Linked DNA regions of Mus musculus: region 2 is linked to region 1. Evidence: chromatin contacts called from public promoter capture Hi-C data. All regions are on one chromosome and are shown on one strand. The core of a region is the stretch at or near the end of the contact, and the rest is flanking DNA. Distances in the headings are between cores, read along the strand shown.

Region 1 (3,979 bases), core at 1,031-3,530:
GCAACCCTATAGGTGGATCAACATTATGAACTAACCAGTACCCCGGAGCTCTTGACTCTAGCTGCATATGTATCAAAAGATGGCCTAGTCGGCCATCACTGGAAAGAGAGGCCCATTGGACACACAAACTTTATATGCCCCAGAACAGGGGAACGCCAGGGCCAAAAAGGGGGAGTGGGCGGGTAGGGGAGTGGGGGTGGGTGGGTATGGGGGACTTTTGGTATAGCATTGGAAATGTAAATGAGCTAAATACCTAATAAAAAATGGAAAGAAAAAAAAAGAAAATGGAGTCATCTTTAACAATCTACAGAGAATAAAGTAACAGTGATGAAAGGAAGAGAACAAAGGACCAAACTTGATCCAGGAAAAGTCTGTGTCTATTTCACCAGGCCAAGGGATGCCCAGATAACTGGACAAAAATCTGTGTCCCTTACACACCCTTGCCATGTGTTTGAGTGTGGAAGTTATTAGCACTTGAATCAGTGGGTCTCAGTCAATCTGTTGAGAGCTGAATAGAAGAGAAAGGCAGGAGAGAGCAAAATACCCTCTTTTAAGGCAAGGCATTGTTTCATCCTGATATACCAAGAACCTGATCCTGGAACCTGCTGATGCCGGGTTTGCAGCGACACCCCACCTTCACCTACCTGTTCTGGGGCTGGATGTCGCCACCAGTTTCTCAGCTCTCCATTCTGCAGTCCACACAGATCCTGCACCATCATCTCAGCCTCCATAATTGGAGGAGCAAATTCTCATACTAAACCTTCATTACTTAGTACCCTTCTCGGGGTACTTAGCCCCATTAACGATAGAATTTTAAAATGCACTAAGAAGAAACCTCAAAGACAATTTTATTAGACAAAACAAAAAACAAAAAACAAAAAACAAAAAAAAAACAGAGCAGGCAAACTAAATTTCAGTTTCAGCCCCTGCCTAGAAAAAGAAAATGGACAAGAGGAAGAAAACAAACCTGTCATTGTAAGCAGTCACATAGTGCAGCAGAGGGAGGGATACTTCAGAAAATAATAGAAAGGCTCCAAGTAACAGAAAAAGCATACTTTGGCTCTGTCCAGTGTCCTCAGATAAAGATTTAAAAAAAAAAAAAAAAAAAAAAAAAAAAAAAAAAAAACGAAGGGGAGGAGGAGGGGGAAGAGGAACAGGAAGAGGAAGAGGAGGAGGAGGGGAAAAGTATACCTTAGTCAGGACTCAGAAGGGCAGACAGACCTGCCCATTCTGGCACTGACTGCCTGAACTGAACAGAATCAGGTTTCTGAAAAAGTACATTATCTATCTCATTAAAGGGATACCGTCACCAACTCCCATGTCTTTTACCACGGTATTAAGTGAACTTGCATTCTGGTGGGGTGGTCAGGTGATTGGCTGGGCACAACTGGATTAAATCTCACGATTGCTCGGTCTTCAGCCAGGCTAGAGGTAGACTCCATCCACTCCTTTGACCGAAGAACAGTCTTCCAGTTGGGGCTTCAACAAAGCTTTGATCAAGGGTGTTGTAACACCCTCTGCAGAACACAGCTGCCTCTCTAGCAAAAGCAATTAACATGTCCAGTTCAAAGTATGCTAAGCAGTCTCGAGCAGTTTGTCCCATGAACGGAAACGGTTTTCAAGAAATGGCTGAAAGGAGAAGACTTGCACATGTCACCATGTGACATTCAGGGCAAGATGGACTATAGAAGTGTTAGGGACAAAGACAAAAATGAACAACTTAGATCAGGGAAGACAGTGGCAAAGAGGCACCAAAATAGCACACAAAGGTTAATAGACAACACCACCATTTCCTTACTGAGCTTCAGTCTACCTTCCAGTTTTTAGTTCTAAGACCAACAGTTTGTGTTTTTTCAAGACGGACAGAGTTGACAGGCAGATGTTCTGGCGGCCCGGCAACAGCTGTGCATGAAGGAGCCAGCATTCAAATCTAAACCTTTCTTTTTTTATTCTTCCATGCTTGAAGGAAAAGAAAACTGCGTGGGAAGGAGGGGATTCTCTTGTGGAGATGTAGATACCAAAACCAACATGAAAGATGAAAACAAAACCCTGTAGGAAGTGGACAATGAATACCACGCCTAGGAAGGTGATGGGTTTGCCGCAAAGGGGACTGGCCATAGAGGGCAGCAGTCCAGGGAATGCTTCCCGGCATGGGTCTCACTGGAGAAGCCCCAGGCTTCGACCAACAGGAACACAACGAGTGGACCAAACCTCCTACAGCCTAGACAGGCTCCAGCACCCCTTGGAGGTGGGGCGAGTGGTCGCTTCCGGTTCCGGGCGCAGAGGACCCACGTGTTCCGACCCGCTGGGCCCCGCGCGACTCGGATCCCGCTCGGCTCTTTCGGCCGGGAGTGGGTGGGGGAGCACCGGGCAGGGGAGGAGCCGCCGGAGCCGCGGGAGACGTGAGTGTCGGGGACCTGGCCGGCGAGCGGGCACCGCAGCGGGCGGGGAGGGAAGGGCAGGAGCATTGGGAGGGGCAGCAGACCCCGCCCCCCCGGCGCCGGGGGACAGCGCCTGCCAGGGAAGGGGTGGCGGCGGGGTCCCCGCGGCCTGGGCGTTGTAACCATGTCACCTCCTCGCGGCCAGAGCCGGGACGTCCGGAGACAAGGGTGGCACTCCAGGCTTCTCTGCCCAGCCACCTCCTTCCGCCCCCTCTGGGGGCCTGCGGACATGCACTGTGCCCCTCGGATTGCGTCCATACCAACCGCTCCGGTGCGCTAGAAGCCAGTGGGGTGTAGCCTAGGCCCCTTGACGCCCACCTTCCCCTCTCTTCAGACTTTTCACTCTGCATCGCACATTGCTCCAGAGCCCTCCCTGCAGGTTTTGCCTTCCCTCCTTCCCAGCGAACCCCGCCCCCTTCACATGCGATCTTATCACCTGTGATCCTTGCCAGTCCTTGGCCGTCTAGCGTGTGGCTCTCACCTGGCTTAGTGACAGGCTCAGAACTTCCCTGTAGAGCTAGAGGCTACTGTCTGCACTGTCTGAACTTCTTTCTTCCTACCCCTGACAACCAGCTCGGGGACCTCTTCTCCAGCTCATCTCACCATCTGCGGGACTTTCCATAGTGGACTGAAAGTTTGCTAGTTTTTTATTCCATGGCCGACCTGGTCCTCTCACACACTTTCCCCTGGGCTGTGGCTGTCTCGTATTCTACACATGGATAGCGCTGTCTTTTCTCTGTGCAGAACTCCCCAAAGGGAGATCTCTAGGTCCAGCTTATCGTCTTGGTCGTGGTTAGGAGTGCCACATCTAGGGTTTTGCTGTCAGGTTATTCTGTCCATAGTCTACAGGTGAAAGGCAGTAGGGAAAGCTTGGGGCAACGAAGTCACAAGGCATCTCTCTGTGCAGCTTTTTCTTTGAAGCAGCCCCATGGACCTTAATCCAGAAAACAGTTTCAATGAAGTGTCAGGATGGCTGTGAGAAGCTTGCTAGGAGAAGCAAGTGACAGTGGGATATTTGGAGGCCATCAAATATCTTGAGTCACTTTCTGCTATTGCTGCCTAACATAAAAGGGTTAGGAGGAAGGCAGTACATTTTTCTTCTAAGACAGCTGCTGACCTTTCCTCCTGTCTCCTATGTACACACCCTTTGCATTCTACCTGTATAATTGCAGGAGACAGTCATTCCAAGGCCACTGCAAGACCTACATCACTATTGAGGGACTCCTGTCGTTTCAGAATATACAGGTGTGGTGACTATACCACTCAACACAGGCATAAAACAACCCTAGGCTTTCTGTTTTATTTTCCTCTCCTGCCTGAATGTCAGCGTTGCTGGATAAGTTTGTGCTTTTCTGCATGAAACCTCAAATTTACTTCCTTTGCCCAGATAGTGGGTATGGAGTTTATCATACATGAATCCGCATGTAAGACTGAAGTGGTGCTCTGTGTTCTGTATTGACCATTTTGAGAAACACTATTTTTGGCCAGACCTCCCTCTTGGTACCTGCCTTACAGAGGTTTGAGGACAAAGACTTGCA
Region 2 (3,499 bases), core at 215-2,714, 970 kb after region 1:
GCAGGCTGTCGCTGGCAACCCTGCTCTTCCCAGAAGGCTACAGCTACAGCCACCTGTGCTCTCTTGCCCTTCACCTGCCCACCCTCGGAAAGGAAGGAGGAGGCAGGAGGGCAGCCCCCCCCCCAACCCCGCCCCATACTTTTGAGCACCCACAGCTTTCTGCGCTGCCGTCACCACTGACGAGAACCCTGGTCCCCTGGAGGAATCACTTCTTCCCATTCCATCCTCTCTTATCAATGAACACGCAGCGACACCCACGCTCCCGCTCCTCCCACTCCGGAGGGAGCCGGGAGCTCAAGAGCGACATCCGGAGCTGGAAGCCTCTGCAGCGGGGGCGCCGGCCACCCTGCCCCGCTGCCCCTCGCCTTTCGCCAGCCACCAGTAGACCGACCCCTAACCTCCGCTCCCAAACAGCTCACCACTCTGGATGGATAAGGGATCCAAGTCCTCCAAGGGACCCGCCTCTCCCGGGCTTAATATAAGAGACCTCTGGGGGAGCGCGCGCGAACCGCCCAGAGCTACCAGCGAAACCCGGGATTCGAACCTGATACCCCGGCCGTCCAGCATCCCCAAGCAATCCCCTAGCCCGACACTCCCGCCGCCAGCGCGCCCATCGTGTTCCCCTAAGCAGGTTTCAGGCAGCGCCAGGATGGCGAGCCGGAGCGAAGTCGAGGGTCGCGGGGCCCAGGCGGGTGACTTACGCGCGGGCGCGGGGAAAGCCCATGGACAGGAGCACGTCCAGCGCCGACCCATGCTTGACTGTGCCCGGGCGCTGCAGGCGGTCCCTGCGCGGGGTGACTTTGCTGTACAGCTCCTCGCGCGCGGCCATGCCGAGGGCTGGGGTCGCGGTGCCGAGTGCCCGCTCAGTGGCCGCCCATCGCCCGCGCGCCGGGGACTGGGGGTCCGGGGAGGACGGTGGGGGCGGTGCTCCCAGATCTCCGGGCGGAGACTGACGCTTCCTGGAGAGGCCACTGGAGCTCGGCGCGGGCCGGTGGCTGCTGCGGGTCCGACCTCAGCCCGCGGGGTCCCGGAGTCCCAGCGTTGCGCCGCTGCAGCCTTCTCTGTCCTCCGCCCCACCAGCTTCTCCTCCCCGAGCTGTCCGGGAATTTGCAATGAGTAATTTTTGAATGGATCAAAAAGGAAAAGCAGCCTTGTGGGCAGGCCCTGCCTTGCCTGCGCCGGGCCCCGCCCCTCTCTTAAAGCGCCCGCGCCGGCCCAAGCTGGGCTGGCTGGATTACAGCCAGCCATAGTAGGAATTGCTTCTAGACAGAAGGTCTCCAGAAGTAGGCCAGTGTGCTTGGATTCGCAGAGCCGTAGCTCTGCCCTTGGCTTGCATATCGATCCATCTGGGCCTCCGGGCTTCAGAATAGCCCATTTCACGTTTCATTTGATCATTGGCGAGGTCAGTAATGGAAACCCTCTGCACGGATGGAGGAGAGGTCCAGAAGGCTAAGCCATAAGACCCGGGAAAAGGTGTCACTTCAAATTGATCTCGCTAAAGTTACAAAGTTGTTACATCACTGTAGGCCGAGTACCTCACAGCCCTCAGTGACTGACTGGACAGCGACTTCTGGAAAAGGGCCTCTGATTCTTGGAAATGGAAGGACCTGAGAGGGCAAAGGCCAGGAAGGAAGGGAGAAGAGAAAGGGGAAGAAAAAAGGGAGGGGAAGCAGAGAAATGAAAGGCTAGGAGCTAGAAGGAGAAGGAACAGAGAAAGGACACTAATTATAGCACTTCCGAATGGAAAGAGCTGACTTTCATGAGTGAGTGCGCACCCTGTCTATAAAAGGGTTCTGAGTCGGGAGTCGGGATCCCTGCTGCATAGGAGCCACAAGTGAGCTCCCACCCCCACCCCAGTAGGACCAGCAACCTCCACCTCAAAGAACAGAAGTCATTACTGCTGTTGCCTGTTAAAGCTTGATCACCTGGAGACAAAGGCATTGTTCTCAATCAAGAACCAATCCCATTTGGTGTAATAGAAGAGGCACAGATCTTCTTTCGGGGTGGGGGGGTGGGGGCGGGGGGAGTGATGATGATGATGATGACGACAATGATAATACCTAATGTTTATTGGATCCATTTGTGTGCCCATGATTGTGCTGAGCATAATGGCTGAATTAACTCATGGGCCTTTTATGGCGCCCTTGAGGATGCCTACCTGTATAGCCTCGTTTTTTTAGAGATGAGAAAATTCAGCTCAGAGGGACAGAGGAAAACTGAAGAGCTCCAGCGTGAAGAGATGGAACTTTGACTCCCCGTGGTGCCCCGAACAGGTCACCTCTTCCCCCAAATGGGTTACCTCTACCCCCAACATCCTCGTAGTCCCATCTATACAGGGGTAGTCGGTAGCTCCAGATTCCCCAGGCACTAAAGCTCTTTCCTGCTTGCCTACTTAGAGTGCAGGGAAGGGGGAGGAGGGTGACCAAGATGGATAAAGCCCTCGCCATAGCTTTAAATGTTGCTTTATAAGGCACCCAAGAAAATGAAAGTTTAATCCCCTGACCTCCCATCCTCCACTGGTGTTTCTTCAGAGTATCCGTGGCATTTGGAAGTGGGAAGGTGAGACAGAGGAAGCCTGGGTAGGAATTTGCATATTTCTGCCTAGTGTTATGAAAGAGACCAAGGGCAATTCACATTTCCTAGGTGGGGGAGTTTCTTCTTCCCAGCAGAGGAAATGTCTAGCTAAGGCAGTGGTTGGAAGCAGCTTAGAAAACCATAATCCATAGACTAGCCTCCTTGGGATGTGTTCAGGAAAGTCTACTGGACAGTACCCAGCATTCTAAAGTCTTTTTTTTTTTTCAGATATCTGGGCTTGAGCCAGATGATCTGGATTTCAATCAAGAGAAAATACTGTCTATGGCAGCACTTTGTGCATCCAAAGCTGTGCACAGAACAGCGGCTCCAGTTTAGTGAGCCCTCACTAGATAATGGTGCTGTCCTTAGGGTTGTGCATGTGTGGCTCATTCTGTCTGTGCTTTGGCCGGATGCTGAAGTGACTCTCTCTTGAGAAACCTGCACCCATGTCCTAGGTATGTACTGTCTTCTTGCTAAGAACTTCTTTCTATCAATGCAAGAGCTTAAAGTTACATTGTGATATTTTCTTTTACATTTTTTTTATTTTTTTATTCTGTGTGTGTGTGTGTGTGTGTGTGTGTGTGTGTGTGTGTGTCTTTACAAGAGCACAGCAGTGTGGGTGTGGAAGTCAGAAGATAATTTGCCGGAATCAGTTCTCTCCCTCTACTGTGTGAATCCCAGGGACGGGACTCAGATCTTCAGTGTTCTTCTGAGCCATCTCACTGCGCCAAGTTTTCTTCTTAAATTCCAACTTTGGGGGAGGGGGTGTGTTGGAAAGATGGCTCATCCCTCTCGAGCATTTGTTGCTCTTGCAGAGGACCCAGGTTCAATTCCCAACTCCTACAGGATAGTTCATAACCTTCTGTAACTCCAGTTCCACGGAGTCCGATGCCCTCTTCTGACCTCCGTGAACACCAAACATGCA

Evidence for each region. Promoter capture Hi-C pulls out the DNA fragments that hold promoters and counts their contacts.
Region 2: a promoter capture Hi-C map of liver shows a contact between it and region 1, with 2.4 times the contacts expected there. The contact joins the promoter of Ubash3b here to the promoter of Zfp202 in region 1. A contact is called at or near these places in 6 of 39 promoter capture datasets (the HPC-7 cell line, cranial neural crest, liver and 2 more).

The regions. Positions count from the first base shown.
Region 1 is chr9:40,190,036-40,194,014 of GRCm38.p6, forward strand. It overlaps Zfp202 (zinc finger protein 202), which reads left to right and starts at 2,281. Exons shown (of 7, transcript NM_030713.2): 1 at 2,281-2,402.
Region 2 is chr9:41,156,598-41,160,096 of GRCm38.p6, forward strand. It overlaps Ubash3b (ubiquitin associated and SH3 domain containing, B), which reads right to left and starts at 1,465. Exons shown (of 14, transcript NM_176860.6): 1 at 702-1,465. The coding sequence starts at 829. It overlaps Gm35657 (a long non-coding RNA gene), which reads left to right and starts at 2,046. Exons shown (of 8, transcript XR_870644.1): 1 at 2,046-3,029.